Regions from separate parts of the Canis lupus genome. Here region 1 is linked to region 2. The links are chromatin contacts, called in public Hi-C maps. All regions are on one chromosome and are shown on one strand. Each heading gives the region's core, a stretch centred on a gene start, on an enhancer-like site or on the middle of the called end of the contact. The rest is flanking DNA. Distances are from core to core; before and after follow the strand shown.

Region 1 (5,375 bases), core at 2,307-4,806, 300 kb before region 2:
ATGTTTCAGCACTCTGACACTGCCTCCCCCTTGCATATTTAAGGACCCTGATTACATTAGGTCCATCCAGATAATCCAGGATGGTCAGCTGATTAATTCCATCTGCAATCTAAATCCCCCTCTGCCCTGTCATGTGACATAATCACAGATTCTGGGGATCAGGACGTGACCATCTTTGGGAGACCACGGTCCTGCTAACCCTGCATGGCTGCTCCCATATTCCTGCACTGATCTGGGGTCTAGGGGGAAATTGTCTAGAAAGACAAAGGGTCTTTTTTTTTTTTTTTCCAAGTTGCCCTATTAAAACAAATTTAAGTAAAATAGCGACTTTAACATAGTAACGTATCTAAAATCCCTGGGGCATTTCCTGGCACATAGTAGATGTTCAGTCAATGAGATCTCATGACTATGTTCAATGAAGACGTCGCCTGTGCCCCCAGTTCTGGGATGGGGCCACATGGGAGGGTCCCCTGTCTCATCTGTCCCTGGCTTCTCTGCCTCCCAGCCCCCACGCACACGTGCGCACACACTCACACACGCACATGCATGCAAAACACAGACACAGACACAGACATTAGCCCCTAACTTCCCTGCAGAACAGGGAAAGAACCATAGCTGTGCTTCCAGCTCCCACAAGCTGTGTGGCAGAGTGGCCTTCTGGCATAAATAAAAATAAACCCCAGACGCTGCTTTTCAATCAGAGGATTAGCCTAAATGTTGTGAAACAGAAAGCATGAAATATGCATTGGAGAAACAGCTCTCCCCACTTCTCGGCCTCCTTGCATGGCTCCAGGCGGCTGGCGTCTGTGTGGGGCTGCTTGTTCCCACCCGGTGAGGCCGTTGATGATTTGTGCCCAGTGTCAGTAAATGCTGTTATGACATTATTAATGCTCCGCACTCCGGCGAAGGACAATGGCCTATTGCCTCTTAATGTGCTGTCTGCGGCGGCAATCGGAGCACATTAAGTGAGGATTTCAAACACCGTGAACGGTTTCCTTCTTTCCTCTTCCCACCCAGGCCCTGTCTGTGAGCTTCAGAAGCAACCTTGAACCTTGAGGAGGTGGGGATGGCAGTCAAGGCTCTGATGCCCAAGAGGCTTCAGGGGGGCTGGTGAGGGGGTGGGGGCCCTGTGGGGGGGGCCCTTGAAGGCACCCTGGAGTGTTGATCTTCCTGGCGGGGGTGAGGTGGGGTGGCGGTGGGGGGGAGTTGTTCACAGTGGGGGCTGGCCCAGAGAAGCTGGGCTTGCTGGGTGGGCAGGGCTGGTGGGCTCCCTGCTTTGCCCTGGGCTGACACCCCAGGGGACCCGGATGGCCGCCCTTTGGTGGATTTTATTGGTCTTGCATAATGTTCTAAAAATATTGTGTCCACATTTTACAATTATGTGACTGCACGTGGGAAGTCCAGATTCCTGATTCTTGAAATAACTGGGCCTGTATTCACACAAAGCAATGGTGCATGTCCCCTTTGAGGACCTCTGGTTCTTGGCACTGCCTGGCCACTGTGGCCCCTTCCCACTAGGTCCCTGTAATAGGCTGAACAGGGTGCCCCTGCCCCCCCCAACCCCCAATTCAGGACCACCTGGAACCTCAGAACATAATCTTGTTTGGAAATAGGATCTGTGCAGTAGTTTGTTCAGATGAGGACATATTGGAGTGGGGTGGACCCTAATCCAGTGACTGGTGTCCTTCTAAGAAGAGGAGAAGACACAGAGAGACACACACAGAGAAGGCCACGTGATGATGGAGGAGATACTGGGTAATGCAGCTGCCAGCCAAGGAAAGCCAAGGATCAATGGCCCCCTCCGGATGCCAGGAGAGAGGCCTGGGCCAGACTCTCCCCCAGGGCCAGCACAAGGAACCGAGTCTGCCAAACCCTTGATTGAGAACTTCTGGCCACCAGAACCGGGAGAGAATTAATTGTTCTTGTTTTAAGTGCCCCGCCTGTGCTAGGCCTAGGAGACTACTAGAGCCCCTTCCCTTCTGTGCCTGGCCTATCCCTGGGTATTTTGAGTATGACACCCTGCCAGGGAGTGCATCACCCATTTCCCCCAAATCCCTTCCTCCTGAGTCCTACTCCCCATTTTTGGACAGAGGCCCTCCAGCCTGGTCAGGGCCTCCTGCTGCTCTGGGCTTCTCAGCCTCCGGGCAGGCCTTGGGCTGAGAGCCAGGAAGTGCCACATTCAGAGTGCCCAAGCTGCTGCAGTCTGTGCCCTGATGCCCAAATGGGCTGGCCCATGGTTCTGTTTGTAGCCTCTGAGAGAGAAAAAGAGTGGAGAGGGGATGTTTCTGGAATCTGGTATGACCTGTCGCATCATTCCTTGGATGTGCCCCCCAGCAACATGCCCCCAATTCCTGCTCCCCTGATCTCTTCTAGCTTGCTTAGGGTGACTCTGGTTCCTTCTCAGAAGGCCATGGGTATTATTCTAGAACAGTGGTTCCCCATCCCAGCCGGTTATGTTGGCATCCCACCTGAGTGACATGGGTATCTGTTCATTCCTCGAGGGCTGCTTCTGGAGCACCGCTTCCTGGCATTTCTGTCTTGCTCTTGCGTATCCTAGCGTATTCCCACAGCCAGAAACAGCCTCAGGCAGTGTTGCCTGTATCATCAGTAATCTGCCTTTTGGCCTGCAGAGGTGGATGCCCAGAGAAAGGGTGGCATCCGCTGCAGGTAGACGGTAACAGGAAAAATTATAACTGCCGCACCGTGAGGGCTCATAGGCACCAGGCAGTGGGCTGCTTATGTGCATCAACAGGCTCATCTTCACGTCCTCCTGGGAGACAGGCTCTAAGGGCCGGATTGACTGCCAAGGAAACTGAGGCACAAAGAGAGCGTATCCGAGGTTGCAGGACTATGGATTCAGAAACTTCCTCCTCATGTCTACAACAGACAGCAAACAGGACCACTTACGCGGATCTCTCCTGTAGACGAGAGGTCGCCAAGAGGGCGACAGTCTGAGAGGAGGCGGCTGGGTGGTCTGGCTCGGAGAGAATCTTCCACTGTCTGTGCCACGCGTCCCTGCCTGGCCACAGCCTGCTCATCAAATGGCAGGGGGCACTTTCCCCTGCCAACCTCAAAGCCCACGTGCTAGAGGGCAAGGCCCAGAGGGGATGCAGGAGACCCACTCCTACCTTCTGAGCCAAACCAGACAGCGCTGGGTCTCTCTTCCCCTTTGGCCTGAAGTACCAAAAGCACAAATGCCCCGAGCTTATGGGGGGGACACACAATGGGAAGGACCACTTCATTCCCAAGTGTAGATAGATAAGGCTTTCACCTCCACATCAGGGCTTATATTAGTGTCCGGGTGTGTGGGCCTGGTCGAGACCCCTGCCCTCGCAGAGCTCTGGGGCCAGCCTGCCACGGTGCCTTTTCCCACCACCATTCGTCACTCCTCTGCACAGAGGCACAGTCAGCATGTCCTTGTTCAATGCAAATTTGTTACCTAGCCGGAGTAACGCATTAATCCGCCAACACCAATTCATCATCGGTTTTCACATTAGCAGAGAGCAAGGCGAGATAATGGAACACAGGACAGGTGAATTTTGATGAAGAAGGAGCAAGAAAAGCAGAAGCATGAGTCACCGCTGGTGAGAAATGGCTCAGCCTTGGGGCTGGGAGGTAGGGTAGCAGAGGGGATGCGGGTGAGGGCCCCAGGCGGGACAGGACCTGGGCCGAGTGGCTGAAGACAAAGGTTTTCTCCTCTTCAAAGCCAGGCTGCAGAATCACTGCCAGGGGTGGAAAGATCCTCGGGGTCATCCCTGTCCTTATACACATGGCCTGAAGCCTGGGCCTCTTCCTAGCAAGCTGCTTCCATGTCTGTGTTGGTCAATGTCGGGTCCAGCAGGTGCTGTTTCTGTCCAAGTGCTCTTTTGGGTCTGGCTCAGGTGGCTGCCCTGGCTTGGTGCGTGGGGAGGAGCCGCTGACCGCCTCCCTCCGCAGTGGCAGACACATGTCCAAAGTCAAGAAGAGGAGGGGGTTGGGGAAAGGGGCGTGTAAATGCTTTGGCCTAGCCTTAGCCAGCTTCAGGTCACTCTCATTTCACAGTGGAGAAATCGAGGCTCTGGAGTGTCCCCCACTTGCAGGTGTCAGTCACTGGTTAATGGAGGATCTGAGACTGGGACCTCGATCCACACCGCGTGCCCAAGCTTCTGGGCTCAGTGGGATCTGAGACTGGGACCTCGGTCCACACCGGGCGCCCAGACTTCTGGGCTCAGTGGGATCTGAGACTGGGACCTCGATCCACACCGCGTGCCCAAGCTTCTGGGCTCAGTGGGATCTGAGACTGGAACCTCGGTCCACACGGCGCGCCCAGGCTTCTGGGCTCAGCTGAACAGCCCCGTCTCAAGAGGCGGAGTTGGAACTCCGCTCAGCCAAGGGGAGCCCCAGAGGGCCACAGGAAGGGTGAGGGCTGCAGGGCGACATCAGAGCTCCCACGGGGGAGAGGGGGCGAGGGGGGGCGGCCAGGGGAAGGGGCGTCTTGGCCCAGCGCCCCCCCTTGCCGTGGCCCTCGGCCCCGGGGGGGTCCGGGGCTGGGGGGAGGCGCAGGGACCCCGCCCCCGCGCACCGGGCCGGGAGCGCGCGCTGCGGGGCCGCAGCCGCAAGGTGGCGCCGGCGCCACGAGGAAGCGCCGCGGCCGCTCCCGGGCCGCCCCAGCCGCCGCTCGGCCGCCTCCTCCGAGGAACAATGCGGCGCCTCCCGGCGTAGCGCGGCGCGGGGCCGGACGCCCACCTCCCTCCCTCCCTCCCTCCCGCCTCCCGAGCGCGGGCCGCCGGGCGAGCGGGCGGCAGAGCGGCGCGGGGCCCTCGCCGAGAGCCATGGGCGCGGCGCGCTGCGGGGCCGGGGAGCGGCGCGGCCCGGAGGCGCGGGGGGCCGGGGCGCGGGCGCGGGCGCGGGGCCGCCTGTAGCCGGCACCGAGGGCGCGGGCCGGGGATGAGGGCGCCCGCGGCGGGGAGCCCGTCTGCGCGCCGCGGCGCCGTCCCGCCCAGCGAGCGAGCCCCAGCAGGCAGACGCGCGGCCGGCGGTCGGGGGGCGCGCCGCCCCCGGGCCCCAGGGAGGTGAGGCGGGAGGGCGGACACGCAGAGACGGCCGCCCGCGCCCTCGCCCCCGCCCCCCGCAGCCGCGCCGCTCCTCCTCCCCGCCCGCCCAGGCCGCCCGGACCCGCGCCCCCCGCCCCGCCCCGCCCCGCCCCGCCCCGCCCCGCCGGCCCCGGCCTCGGCCTCGGCCCGCAGCGGGTTCGCGGCTCCCACGCGGCGGGAGCGGGGCCCGGGACGGTGCGTCCGGCCTCGCCCGCGGCCCGCCGCCCAGACAAGTTTGCACGATGATCACAGTCAACCCGGATGGGAAGATAATGGTCAGAAGATGCCTGGTCACCCTGAGAC
Region 2 (6,040 bases), core at 1,142-3,641:
TATTTTTATTTTTATTTTTTTTGCCAGTTGATTCTTTATCATGGCCGTTCAGTTTTGTTTCATTCAAGTTGGTTTTGCTTTCATCATTTTAAAATTTTCTATGATGTTCCTAAACACTTTTATTTGAAAATAATTTTCAGGGGTGCCTAGCTGGCTCAGTCGGTTAAGCATCTGATTTGATTTCCACTTAGGTCATGATCTCGGGGTCACTGGGCTCCTTGCTGAGCGTAGAGTCTGCATGTGATTCTCTCCCTCTCCCTGTGCTCCCCCCCCACTCACATGCCCTCACCTTCTCAATCAACCAATCAATAAAATGTGTGAAAATCATTTTCAGATTTCTCTATTATTTCCACATCACCAGGAACTATTTCGGATCTCCATGGTTGATTTTTTTTTTTAAAGATTTATTTATTTATTCAGAGAGAGAGAAAGGCAGAGACACAGGCAGAGGGAGAAGCAGGCTCCATGCAGAAGCCTGATGTGGGACTCGATCCCGGGTCTCCAGGATCACACCCCAGGCTGCAGGAGGCGCCAAACCGCTGCGCCACCGGGGCTGCCCTCCATGGTTGATCTTGATTGTCTTTATCGGCATTAGCTTTGCCCAGGTTTTGGGGATCAGGTTTGTAGGTTCGTCTTGAGTTGATGTTTCTGTCTCCCCAGTCTCTCCCCCTGTCCGTCTACCCTGATTGTCCAGCTGCCTCCACCTGGCTTCCTGGGGGACCCAATGTGGAACAACGAAGCCATTTGTTGCTGGCTCGGAGTGTCCATCTCCTGGGGGGATGTTGGGCACCCATCTGCTGAGCCCCCTGGGTCCCATGGCTCAGAAACTATGGTTGGTCTCTTCCCCTTCTCCAGGCACGTGGCTGGGAGCCCTGCCCTGGCCCTCGCACAGCACAACTCCAGCCCGCACCTCCTTTCGGTGCCTGTTACATGGAGACAGGGATCTGAATTTTTCTTCCAGATTATGTCTTTTAAGTTTCTCTTTTTATAGTTTATCTGCCTTTGCTATATGAGACGACTTGGAAAATGAACTTAAAGTGCCATCTATTTTTTTAAGCTTGAAATATTTCCTTTTATTATAAATCCATTAAAAATAGAAAACCAGTATAAATTTTCAGTTTCCTGGAATGTAATAGGTTTGAAGGTTAACTTTTAAAAATGAAACCTCATCAAGCTGACCCAAATGTGAGCTCAGCTACACTTTTTTTTTTCTCCTCCATAGTGGCAAGCCTCTGCCAGCTGCATGCAGGCAATGGGTAATAAATTAGCAATCCCATTTAAAAATTGGAGGGAATAATATCTCCTTGAAAGATAGATGGTGTAAGTTTCTATTAGAAGCCTCTTTGCTCATTGAACTTAATTTTTTTTATAAACTATTTTATTGAATTACTGTATGACACGGCAAAGGGCACACATCCTCAGTGGGCCACGTGACGAGCTTCTGCACATGGACGTACCAGGGTGGCCTCCATCCAGTCCTGAGCAAGCCTGTGGCCTTGGGGAGGTCATGATCCCCATTCCATGGGTAAGGAAGTGAAAGAGCAGAGAGGTTAAGTGCTTTTTCCAAGGTTCCCAGCTAGGAAGAGACATGACGGGGACGACTCAGCCAGGCCTCACGGTCCCACGTCCAGGGAATAGCTCTGAGAGGCCCATGCCATTGCCGGTGGCCGGCGGGGAGGGGACGGTGGGTGGGTGGTGGCATTTACACAGGAAAGGAAAATTTCAGAAGAAAGACCAGTCTTTGAACATCTTAGGCTCTTATAAAAGAAGAAAAGCAAACACAAACAAAACCAAGAAACTCACCTCTTGGCATTGTTCTCTTTTGTCTCATTTTGCTTCTAACTGGTGGACTTGTCATGGGCCAGCCCCAGGCCCCAGCCTGGTGTCTGGGAACCCCAACTGGGGGACGGTCACAGCTCCTCTCCAGGACTACCAGCCTGGGTCCGGGGACCGAGGCCAGAGTTTCCAGATTTAGCAAGTAAAAATACAGAATGCCCAGTTACATGCTAATTTCAGATAAACAATAATTTTTTAAAGTATATGTTTATGTCTTAAATACTATGTGGGACATCTCATACTGCAAAAATTATTTGCTGCTTACCTGAAGTTCAAGTCTAACTGGGCATTCTGTGTTTGGTCCTGCAACTTCGCCGAGGGCTGAGCGGAGTGTGCCCAGAGAGCGAGAGGGTGCCTCCCCACCCTGTGACCCACGGCACCTGCAGCCCCAGCCCCTGGCAGGCCCCGTATTTATTTATGCTTTTAATGAAAGCAAATTTTAAGATTCACTTTCTCTGGAGAACTGTAACATGATGGCCCTTAGGGGAAGTGGAGACACCTGGTTTTTCTCAGCCTGGCGCGTCCGGCGTGGGGCTCCGGTTCCAGCCGGCCGACCCCACAGGCCGCCTTGCACTCCGGTGGCGGAAGTGTACGGAGCGCCTCTGCACCGGGCACTGTGGCGGGGTGGGGGGGCCACCTCCACTCTCACTCACCCTCCGCCTGGTGATGTGGGAGCACTGCATACAGTCCCCCAACCGCACAACAGCCCAGGGCAGCTGAGGAAACTGAGGCACAGATATTTAGGATCATGCAGAAGCTCCATTGGGCTGATACCTAACGGCTCTGGGGTGTTAACCCAGACCTCCGGTCTCCCTCCACCAGACCAATGGTTCAGGCCCAGGGAGTGCTCTGGAAACCTCCACAGCCAGACCTCCTGATGGAATGTGACTGGGGGGGGGGGGCTGTTGGGGAGCTCTGAAAGCTCCTTTGGAGGTGCCAGTGGACAGAGACGAATCTGGCTTCTCCCCACAAAGAAAGTCAGAGGAAGCTCCCCGTGGGAAGAGAAGCCCCAGGAGGAGGGGGTGGGGGAGGAGGAGGAGGAGGGAGAGGAGGGGGGAGGAGGAGGAGGGAGGAAGGGGAGGGGAGGAAGGGGAGGAGGAGGGGAGGAGGAAGGGAGGAGGAGGGGGGGAGCTCCCATGGTTCCCAGGCTGGAGGGTCTGCTGGGAGCACAGGGTGGCCTGAGCAGAGGCGGGGAGGTGGGATGGACTCCCGGGGAGTCAGAGGGCTGAGCTGTAGTAGGGGCCTTGCCTTGGGCTTTCCGATCCGTGTGGCTGGGGATTCCCAGCTACCCCTGAGCGAAAAGCACGGGTGCAGCGTCAGTGAGGATGCCAGCCCCGGGTTTTCCCATCAGAAAGCTCCTGCAGGAGGGCAGCGGAGGGGAGAGGAAGAGTGGGCAAGGCCGGCTGGGAAGAGGCAAGGGCAAAGGAGAGCCGGCCCAGGGTCCGAGGAGCCTTCATTTGCAGCTGATGTTGGAGCCGAGCCCACTTCCCGCCACCACGACCTCCCGCCTCCTACAAGCGCCCTTTCCCAGAGAGTGTCCCATGGAACCGCAGGGACCTGTAACGAAGAGTTCTGGTGTCGTGGGTTTGGGGAAGGCTGTGTACTCTAACTCTTGTTGGAGACTCACAGCATCCACAAGCATGTTAAAGGCTCCGAGAAGTCCTACAGCAAGATGCTGCCCAGTTAGTATGGTTTGATGTAAGTGGGGACACTTTGTGACCTCAGAGCCCTTCTCTGTATGATGAGGAAACCTATGATCATCTGGGAATGCGTCCCGGAGACAGGCAGTGGCCACTCCTGGGCGCGTTGAAAACGGTTCCCTAAGGAGGTGGGGGATGTGGATCGCTTGGATCCGTGGTGTCCAGGAGAATCTTCCAGAAGGGCCACCACTTCCTCAGGCTGCTGCGGAGGGAGGGAAGCGCTGTCTGGGAGGAAGCACTCAGCATGAGTCCAGGACGGATCTCCCCCCAACGGAGGCCCCGCTACCATTTGAGGCCTGACCTGGAAGAAATCCAATAAAATCAATTAAATGCAAATTTTAAGATGCAGATTCTCAGGATCTGGGGGCCCAGCCCTGCTTGTCGGGGTGCGGAGGAGAATCCTAGCAGGTGAGCCCCTGAAACCTTGGGCCCCATGGCCCGTATTCTGGATAATGGTCTCACGGGAAAGCCACCCACTGAAATGATGCTTAACCACCCTTTGAAAGTCGGCAGGCCACGCTGCCCCAAGGTGGGGGAAAAACCTCGCTTTAGGTCCTAATAACAAGGAGTTTGATTGTAAACGATCTGAAGGTCAAAGTATACCAATGTCGACCTCAAAAAAGTGTCTATGCACACAAATAATCCATTGATATGAGTCCATATGTGTATACGCAGCATGGATCGCTGTTTTTTTCAGATCATGAGAGCGATACATGTTGACCATGGAAAACACAGAAAAGTACAAAGAAAGCATGTCACCCGCAATCCCACGACGGGCGGGCACAGCCTGTGGCCTCTGGTGCCACCTGCCCTGTATTTTAACGTGTTTCTTTTACTACATGCATCATGTGTCTGTTTTCTAGACAAGATCTCCGTGCACATACGGACCTTGCAGCCTTCTTTCTGTTTTTAAGTAAATTCTATAAGGGGGCTCGAACTCACGACCCTGAGATCCAGAGTCGCACGCTCCGCCGACAGAGCCAGCCTGCCACCTTCATTCTTTAAAAATAACCTCTTGTGGTGAAAATCACATAAAATAAAAATAACCATTTACGGCGAGCACATCAGTGGCATGTAGCACATTCACGGCGTGTACCGTGTCTCGTTCTGAAACTTTTCTGGACTCTTCCTTTGGCACTTGCCAGAGCTATGTGAACTCTTCCACCAAACAAGGGGGCTGGTACTTCTTGAACTCTAAAGCTGTCACTGGGCACTTGCTTTAGTGCCCTGCACCCGTTGTCGGTGGGTCTGTCCGCCCAGAGGGAGGGATGGACAGCCAAGACCCGCCTCTGACGCTCAAGCACGGAGGCCACGGCCCAGCTGATGGCTCCCCTTGGATGCTTGGAAGCCCCCCACGCCACGCGCCCCAAGCCCAGCGTGTCCTCTGTCCTCTGTCCTCTCTCCCAGCCATCCCTGAGGCAGCCCATCCCCAGGCCCAGTGACTTTACCTCCAGGGCTCTGCAATTTCTCTCTCTGCGTCTCTCCGTCCCCCCCGCTGGCCACCCATCCTCATCCCCACCCAGAGCACTGACTTAGGCTCCTGCTGGACTCTGGCCCCCTCTTGCCACTTGCAGTCCACCCAGAGCTGCCATTTCAGAGTGCCAGTCTGCTCATGCCAACCCACTCCTCCCTCCTGGAACCTTTCCATGACCTCCCATTCTTAGGACAAAAGTCCAAGTCTTCAATGTGCCTGTAAGGCCTGCCTCCTCCACCATCTCTCCAGCTTCTCTGGGTTCAAGCCTCCTGCGTCCTCCTCCAGTTCCTTGCAGGGACCACAAGGCCTCCCACCACAGGGCCTCTGTACAAGCTATTCTCTGCCTGTGGTCTCCTTCCCCTCATTTCTCCTGGTTAATCCTTGCTCATCTTCCTGACCTCAGTCCCATCTCCCCTCCGACAAGAAGCCCTCCCTGACCCCAGACCAGAGGTGACGCTTGTAGTGTACACTCTCATCGTACCTTCTTCTATGTTGGCTTGGTTAATGTCTGTTTTCCTCACCCGACTATAAGCATTAGGGGGAAGGGGGCCATAATGAGTAACCAAGAAATATATGTTGAGTCAGCCAGTGAAAAAAAAAAACAACATAATTAAAGAGGACAAAGCACACGAGCGTTTTAAGCCCTTGACACATTTTGCCGAAGTGCTTTCTGGACAGGTGGGAGCAGCATACACTCCCACATTGCACATGCAGGTGTAGAGTGGCCACACCTTTACCGTAAATTCTGCACACGCAGCCAGGCCTCAGTCATCAGACAAGTTGGAGCTCAGGGACGGTGTGAGTCGGAGAACAGTCAGCAGCAGACGTGCTGAGCTGAGCCAAAGAAACGAAGTTAGCCACACGGCTGGCGTGACCGTGCCCCTCCCAGGACGGAGGGCAGGAGCGATCCATATCCTGGATGACTTGTCAGATCCGAGGCTGACCACTCGGGCCTGGAAACCGGGGTGGGATGACCGGGGCGGGGGGACCAGCAAGACGTTGACAGAAGACAGGGAAGACACGGTGGGCA

What was found. A called contact is a pair of places that touch in the nucleus more often than the background predicts.
Region 1: a contact with region 2 is called in a Hi-C map of skin fibroblasts, with 4 times the contacts expected there. The contact joins the promoter of MGAT5B here to the enhancer-like site in region 2. A contact is called at or near these places in 2 of 9 Hi-C or Micro-C datasets (blood and skin fibroblasts).

What each region holds. Positions count from the first base shown.
Region 1 is chr9:4,855,031-4,860,405 of UU_Cfam_GSD_1.0, reverse strand. MGAT5B (alpha-1,6-mannosylglycoprotein 6-beta-N-acetylglucosaminyltransferase B) reads left to right here and starts at 3,556. Exons shown (of 18, transcript XM_038546505.1): 1 at 3,556-3,584. The coding sequence starts at 3,571.
Region 2 is chr9:4,552,057-4,558,096 of UU_Cfam_GSD_1.0, reverse strand. No RefSeq gene overlaps it. Among named protein-coding and RNA genes, the nearest start is that of SEPTIN9, 8.8 kb to the right of the region's middle. Within about 2 kb of position 2,391, at least 2 of the 20 cell types and tissues checked have an H3K27ac peak or open chromatin away from gene starts, as enhancers often do. A contact at or near this core is called in blood, where this site is marked.